Regions from separate parts of the Sus scrofa genome. Here region 2 is linked to region 1. A link is a contact called in public promoter capture Hi-C data. All regions are on one chromosome and are shown on one strand. The core of a region is the stretch at or near the end of the contact, and the rest is flanking DNA. Distances in the headings are between cores, read along the strand shown.

Region 1 (3,983 bases), core at 447-2,946:
GAATTCTCCTGTTCAACCTAGTATCCTAGGGGAAATAAATTCTCTCAGTGGAATCAGGAAACCGGAATCTACACCCAGTTTTATGACATGGAACCTCTTTGTGAGTAAGTCATATTTTTTTCTATGCACTTAAAAAGCTAGTGCTCCAGAGTTCTTTGACGAAGAAGTATTAAGTGAGCCATATGAAACTGCTATTTTTGCAGGGGGAAAATGGACACATTTCAAACATCAGGAATTTCATATGGTCAACCTAATCAGATACTGATCTAAGTGGTTATTGCTCCATGATATAGATCACGCAAGAATAAAAAGAACACATGCATACATGTGCACATGCGCACACTATCTTGAAATGCTCATGCCACCTCAACAGTTTTCACATGTTAATGATGTAATCTTTGCACATTTTTTAGTTTTCATATTACTAACTCCCATTTTTCTTTACTGCCAAGTTTATCACTAAATGGAAAGACACTACCACAAAGGAGGCCCTCAAAATCCAGTCTATCCCCAAAGTACACTCTGGGCCTTTGCTAGATTACCTCTAAATCATAAAATGTCTTTCACTGCACAGAGAGAAAAATAAATTCACGAGCAAACAAAAAATACATTCTCTACACTGCGGGATCTGAAATTATACAGAATTTATTTAGAATGGCCTGGAAATTAATGTTTCCCATGACTTCTCAGGACCAAGTCTAAGAAAGCATGTCCTCAAATCCGAAAAATCTCAAACGACCATTTAAGATGGAGTACATCAACCTCTTCCTACTGCAAAAATTGTCTGTTCTATTTTTGAACCTCCAAGGTATGTTTATCCTATTCAAAACCAAATATTTCCGGAAAACCTACTAGGTTTGGACTCAAGGAAATCAGCACCAAGGAGACTCTGCCCCTTAAAAAAAAAAAAAAAAAAAATCCTTTAGGATCCTTTGGTTGAGTCTCTACATTGGGCTCTGCATCCTCTCAATCCGTTTCTCCTGGAAATAACCGGGTGCATGTATGCAGATCTAAGGTTCTTTCAGACTCTGAGCTAGTCAGCATCATTTACGGGAAAAAAAGGTGCTGACGAACGGCAGCGCCAGGGCGTGAGCCTGGTGTGAACAGCACAGCCTGGGCGTGAACGCCCACACCTGACGGACAAGTCCTTTCCCCGAGATGCGGGCTCGGTTGTCCCGCAGCCCCCAGTATTTCTCGAATCTAGGGAATTCCGAGGTCACCCTGCCTGGCACTCTTTCCGCCTGGCGATCGTGACCCAGCGGCCAGCACCGCCGACTTCGGACAGAGCCGACTAACCCGGCCACACCCCGCCGGTCTACCGATGGTGACGGCAGCCCCTCGGAGACCTGCCCGCCTCACCCCCTCCGGCCCAGCCTGGCCAACGGGCTCCCCGGCATCGGTGCCGGCCGCGGCTCGGCCAGCTGCGCCTCAAGGACGTCTCCTCGCAGTCCCCGCGGGGCCGGGCTCCACTCCGGGCAAACCCACCAGCACAGTTCCCCCCGGGTCTGCAGGAGGTGCCGGCTTCCCCTTCCCAGGGCTGGACGGAGCTCGAAAACCTCCACCAACACGACCCTAATCAGCTCTCACCTACCGCCGCCCCGGCCACCGCCCTCCTCACCTCCTGGTTTCACTAGAGGACACAGACCCGGGAAGCCGGCGCTCCGCCCGTCTCCAGTCAACGGAGACGCGGAGCGGAAGGAACCTTCGTTGTACGCACGCTCGGAACCGGGCGAGTCTGCGACCAATAAAGAAGGATCGTCCGATCGTCTAGCCAATCATCTGGGGGTTGCTCGGCCTGACGGCGCTACGTCACGAACGGTCGCCTTAACAACCGCCCATAGCTCTCACCAGTGCAGAGAACTTGTACCGCACCATCTCTCACCACGGCTCGGCCAACCAATAGCCAGTCGAGTCCCAGCACCAGGGTCTGCCTATTGGTCAAAGAGACGTGGGGGCGCACGCATGGAAGCTGTCTAGGCGAAGACGATAGGGGATCTGGCTGGTGGAGTGTCCTACAGCCCAGGACCTGACCTGCGGTCACCCCGCCTGTGAAAGTACTATGGGAAGCAGTAGTAGCGAGCAGAATTGGAGCGTGCAGATAAACGCAGGGTCAGGTCAAGGATAGAAAACTCAATTACTCAGTGGAGAGTGGTGGAGGGAAGTGAAGGTGGCTCTGAAAAACGGTGTAATAAAAAAGGGAAGGTGGCAGAGAAGTTTAACCCAAATCTCAAGCAGACCCATATCTGAAATCTAAACCAACATTTTACTGTGACTTACCTGTTACTATAAATAGTGTAAATGGCTCCAGTCTTGAGGTCTCTGTCTCATTTCCTCCCATCTCCTTCTCTCCTTTTCTCCCTCTCTCCCTCCAGTGCAAGGCACTGGTTACAGATTTGAAATGTGCCTTCTTTGTCTTGTCTGCTTTCCCCTTGCCCCCTCCCTGCTGCAAGCCTTTATTATATCTTGCCTGAAATAATGCAACAGCCTCTCCTAACTGGTCTCTCCACTCTTAAGTGCTTCCACCTTCCAATCCTATTGTTCTGTAGATCTGCCACCAAACCATGGAGAGTTGCTCACAGTCTACTGGTTTAAAGAATCTGGGAACCCCAGTATGGCCCCACCCCATATTTCTTGTGTGTCTCTCACTGTGTCAACCTGAGTAACTGACCTTTTTTCAGTACATTCAGTACCTTTTTACCTCCCTCTTTATGTTCTCTTTGTTTGACGTAGATATGCCTGCACATTTTAATTGTTGAAATCCTAACTCCTTCAAGGACCATTTCATATGTCACCGCTTTTCCTGATTCCATCAGATACATATCATTCTCCCTACTGTAACCACCATTAACATGTCCATATTCTGTGACTTGTCTTAATAACTTTTTATGTGGAAATTTCTTAAGAGCAGGAACTGCAGTCCACTGAAACTTGAAACAGTCCCTGATACATATTATATACACTCAGTAGGAGTTTTAATAAACTTATCTTACTAAAATCTCATAATCCCTAGGAAATAGATAATATTTCCATTTATAAGGAAAAAGAGTTTGTTAAGCAACTTGCTGTAGATCACATAGGATAATAGTTGAGGAACTTGGGATTTGAACCCAAATCTAAAGCTTATACTGGTTCCACTATCTTTCACTGCTTTGGTATGGGATCTTTATTCATAGCTCTTTACCAGATACTTTCAGCTGTTTTCTTTTTTTTTCTTTTGTCTTTTTATAGCTGCAACTGCAGCATATGGTGGTTCCCAGGCTAGGGGTCCACTTGGAACTGTAGCCACTGGCCTATGCCACAGCCACCACAATGCCAGATCTGAGCCGAGTCTACAACCAACGCCATAGTTCACACAACACTCGATCCTTAACTGACTGAGAGAGCCCAGGGATTGAACCTTCGTCCTCATGGATACTAGTCAGATTTGCTTCTGCTGAGCTTCAATGGAAACTCCTACCAAATACTTTTGGTATGCCCATTATGTGCTTTGGTTGGCACTAGAAATATAGGAGCAGACATGGAAACTGCCTTTATGAACCTTATACCCCTTTGTAGAGTTGGATGATTGTTAAATATTTGTTGAATTAATTAGAGTGGAAGGAAAGAGTTTTCCCAGTGAAGAAGACTAAGGGAAACTAACCAAAGATTGCAGTATCCTATTAAGAGTCTTATCAAAAGGAAGAAGAAGAAAAAGATCTGTAACTACCAAGGGCCTAGAAACTTTGTCATACTTTCAATATCTCTAGAAGCCAAAAGGGCCAGGTATCTCAGAATTATAAGTTATAACTTATACAAATGCTTACTATAAATTCAAATAAGGTTTATGAAGGTGTTTCAACAAAAGTCTTTAGATCAAGATTAGAAAATTTCGTCCCCAAACTCTGCTTCATTAAGAGCTCCAATGAGATTGTGAGTCCAAAAGCAAGCAATAAACAGTCTTTAATTGTCTAGCTGTATGTTCTTTTTTTTTCATCTTTTGCCTT
Region 2 (4,165 bases), core at 405-2,904, 350 kb before region 1:
AGAGAGGGGAAGGAGAAGGCTTAGAGAAAGCATTCACTAACGTCTTAAATCTCAACTAAGAAATTGGTACATTTCATTCCCTCTAAGTGGGGACATGTATTGTTTACTCTTTCTAGGAATCTTGGGAAAAGAATCTGTTCTAAATTCATGACATCCAGACAGGTTTGTCTCTTTCTACATGTAGCTTCACAGAAGAATGGAGATGGCTTACCCATTTTATGAAACATGCCTCCCAAAGGGATAGAGAGGAGAAATGTGGAGCCAAGTACAGGAGGGGATAAGGATGGTGATCAGAAACAATTCCAGTGTAAGGGGTCAACATATGGCAATTCAATTAAAAAAGATTTTTGAACAAGGTGTGAATTTGTATCTATTTGGCATTTGTAATAAGCATGGAAAAGGGGTGGGGGGGACAAGCAAACCATAAGAACTATAAGTTTCTTTTTTTTTGGTCTTTTTTGCTATTTCTTGGGCCACCCCTGCGGCATATGGAGGTTCCCAGGCTAGGGGTCGAATCGGAGCCATAGCCACCGGCCTACGCCAGAGCCACAGCAACGCTGGATCCGAGCCGCGTCTGTGACCTACACCACAGCTCACAGCAACGCTGGATCGTTAACCCACTGAGCAAGGGCAGGGACCGAACCCGCAACCTCATGGTTCCTAGTCAGATTCGTTAACCACTGCGCCACGACGGGAACTCCAGAACTATAAGTTTCTTATGTCAAAGACACTGCTGGTGCTCTTCTTATTTCTTTGCTTGTATAAACAGAAGTCTAGCTCTGCCAGCAGGTAAGTAGGTGAGACCCACGTTATGCCATTTCTACCTACAGAAAACCAAACAGATACCTCATCCTCCAGATAACACAGAGATCCTAAAAACTTACGAGGGTCTCATTACTTGCTCTCCAGATTGAGGCACTCCCATTACCATCTTGATCCTAAGGCACCAATATAAGCAGAAAATTAGTTTTTTTGATGTTTGTATGGTAGGTATTTCAGATATAGTAACTCGCTGAATCCCCCTACAAACTTTTCTGTGGGTGGCATTATCCAAGGTGACAGTGAGTCGGTGGTAGAGCCAGGATATACTTATGATTCTAAGATCCGATACTCTCTTCACCAGAAGGGCTTGCCCGGCAGTCTGACACGTTTCAAGTTAGCAGTAAAACCTAGCCCAGCAGTTTCTTAAAGCATAGTCCGCAGACCTATGCATCAGAATCACTGTTAGTCTTTTTTAAAATTCAGATTCCCTAGCCCTACCCAAGACCAAGACCCAAGGAATCAGCAAGCAGGTAGGGGTCAGTGATTGTTGAGGGCCACCTAGGTTCGCAGATGATTCATACGCACGAGGACCTCACGCATAAGCTCTGAGCATCATTGAAAGACAACTACATACCGCCCTAGCTGACTTCAGCCCTGCTCCGCAGGCGTTAACAAAATCTGCCCCCTAAGCCACCTCAGAATCGAACTGAGCACCGCCTCGCAAACGCTGGGCGGGGCTCCCTAAGACCCCGCCCCCTCAAATCCGGCGCGAGCTGGGGGCGGGGCTCTCCCAGAGTAACTTAATTCCGGCTTCTCCAGGTCGCCACCATCCGGAGCCCCGCCCCTGGCCCTCGGGCCAATCAGGCAGCAGGTTGCTCAAGCTCTGGGCCAATGCACAGGGCCGTCCTTATTTCCTCACTGCAGTTTGAAACTGTCAGGTTGCTGCTAAGGAAGCTGCTGAGTTCGCTGTTGTTTCAGCGGCTAACGCGGCGAGAAGACACTGAAAGAGAAGTCCAGGTTTGCGGAGAGCAGCGACAGTGGGTAGCGACGCCCCGGGCGGACCCCGCGCCCCTGGAGGAGGCTTTGGCGTGGGGTTTAAAGTGCCTCGGCCGAGGTTGCGGCTCCCGGGGATCGAACGGGACAGGGCTGGCGGCGTCTTCCCCAGCCGCAGGCCCTTCAGCTGTGATGCGGAGCGGCAAAGTCGAGATGTTTTCCCTTGCCCGGTGTTCAGGAAGAGAGGTCCAAGAGTGAGGGTACCTGGAGTTTAACAGAGTAGTCAGTCATGTGTTCAGGCCATTTAAAATTGGGGGGGGGGACGGGGGATAATTATGTCCAATGCTTTATTGCTTTTAGGTAGGAATTTGATTAACACGGGTTAGTAGCAATATGATTGAAGAAAACTTAGAACCCTTTGCTTGCTCGCAGCTGCTTCTCCCCTGTGCCTTTACTCTCCACTCCGACGTGGGGAAGGACCTTCGCACCCTCTCTGCCTACCTCCAGTTAGGACTGGTCGAGGACTCAGGGACGTCACTCTGCTGCCAGCTCTCAAGTTAATTCACTGTTCCTCTGCCTCTTGGGAGTTAATTTGAATTCCCGGACCCCCGCCTCTCCCAGCTGCCAGGTAATTACCACGATGTAATTTGATTTTTCTGGCAATAGTGAAGCACTCAGAACTTTATATCTCGTGGTCTCTGATATTTCGGGTTGGAGAATACCGAACATTTAGTGATCAATCTGAGATACGTCGGCCACCGTTAAAGCAAGCTTTTTTTTTTTTTTCCTCGTTTCTGAAGTAGAAACGGTAAGAAAAGTGCTACTGTTGGTAGAGTTTTAAACTGTCATACCTTGTTGGCATCAAAGCAGGGCAGGTGGAAGATATATAGCATATTTTCCAAAAATCAGTAATTGTTTTGTGTCTGCAGTATCTATATTCGGAAAGCCATTGAGGTCTCACATCCTTTTCAGCTCATTTGTTTTTTTAAAATATTGAGCATCCCCAACTACCGTCCTTCTTACTCCCTACCCAGTCTACAAACACACCCTGAAGGAAGAAGGGAATAGAAATAGAAAGGACAAAGTTACCACAGTGGTGGATTTTCAGTCAGTGAAGCAGCCATTCCTTGCTGCAGATGTGTGTGCTTATTTTATCCTCGCTAATTGGCTTAACTAAAGTCAGTCAGGCTGAGATTGAGTTTACTTAATCATGTCTTTACACAGTCATGCTCATTGAACATAGTTTAAATTTCCTTTTCAGTCTCACCCCAACCTGTTTCCATTCTAATATTACACTTTTCACTGTCTGCCCTTTCTATTTCGGTGTCTTCTTCATCTCTTAATTTTCAGCCCACTGGGATTGAGAATCATTCCACTTTCCACTAAAATTGTTCAAGCAGGTGCCCTAGCAACTTCCTGATTGCCAAATTCAGGGACTCTGTCAGATTGTCATTTTCTTTCTCATTTCTGACCACTCCCTCCAGGAAGCTTTTGTGATGCTGTTCTTGATGTTCTACTGTTCTGACTTCCTTTCCAGTCTTTGCTGACTCTTCACTTTCCCTTTAAGTATCTAGAGGCTCTGATTTTAATCCTCTTCTTGCTGCAGTAGTGGTCCTCTACTAGGATTATAGTACCTTCTGGACACATGTTGGAAGCTAAGGATCCTCCTCCTTGAGAAATACACATGTGCCCAAAGTGTTGCATACAGTTTGGGGGTAAGGATCTCAGAATAAGAACTCTTTGTCACACTCCTTTTCATAGGTGATCTTACCTTCTCTCTTTTTTTTCAGCTGTTCCCGTTATGCTGACAATGCCTCAAAATGAATTTCCAACCTATAACTCCAGTGCAGGGCTCCCACCTTGTTTAATTCCTGGGAGCACCATTCATATTGAAGCCACTGTGAATGGCATCCCTTCGAGTTGTGCTTTGCATATAGTGTGGCCAGATACTGCACACGTATAGCCTCACTTCAGTGCCTCAGAGGCGCCTCACACTCAGCAAGTCTGATAGTGAGCCCATTACCCTTCCTCCCAGCCGCTCGTCTTCCTGTAGTCTTTTCCTTAGGGATTAGCGCTATCATCCATCTAGCTGCAAGCCAGCAGTCTGGAAGAGATCAGCAAGTCCTCCCTTTAACCCCTTAGCCAATTATTAATCATAATCTCGAATTTCTCCTGCCATAACTGTCTCACAGTCATACCTTCATCCACTTCCCATTGCTGCCTCCTAGATTTAGCTCCCCATTTATCACCTGAATTACTGCCGAAGGGAACATTTATCCCTTGGATGACTGCTGCTGGCTCTCAGTTGCTCTCCTTTCTTCAGTATCCCACCTCTGAAAACCATCCTGAAACCTGCCAGAGTAATCTTTCTGAAAGACAAGCCTAATCATATTATGACTTGTTTAAGGCT

What was found. Promoter capture Hi-C pulls out the DNA fragments that hold promoters and counts their contacts.
Region 2: a promoter capture Hi-C map of liver shows a contact between it and region 1, with 3 times the contacts expected there. The contact joins the promoter of POC5 here to the promoter of HMGCR in region 1. A contact is called at or near these places in 1 of 5 promoter capture datasets (liver) and 1 of 47 Hi-C or Micro-C datasets (heart right ventricle).

What each region holds. Positions count from the first base shown.
Region 1 is chr2:84,377,958-84,381,940 of Sscrofa11.1, reverse strand. It overlaps HMGCR (3-hydroxy-3-methylglutaryl-CoA reductase), which reads right to left and starts at 1,696. Exons shown (of 20, transcript NM_001122988.1): 1 at 1,619-1,696.
Region 2 is chr2:84,728,469-84,732,633 of Sscrofa11.1, reverse strand. POC5 (centrosomal protein POC5) reads left to right here and starts at 1,654. Exons shown (of 13, transcript XM_005661493.3): 1 at 1,654-1,779; 2 at 2,188-2,383. It overlaps LOC102163716 (a long non-coding RNA gene), which reads right to left and starts at 1,540. Exons shown (of 3, transcript XR_002342107.1): 1 at 1,397-1,540; 2 at 885-938.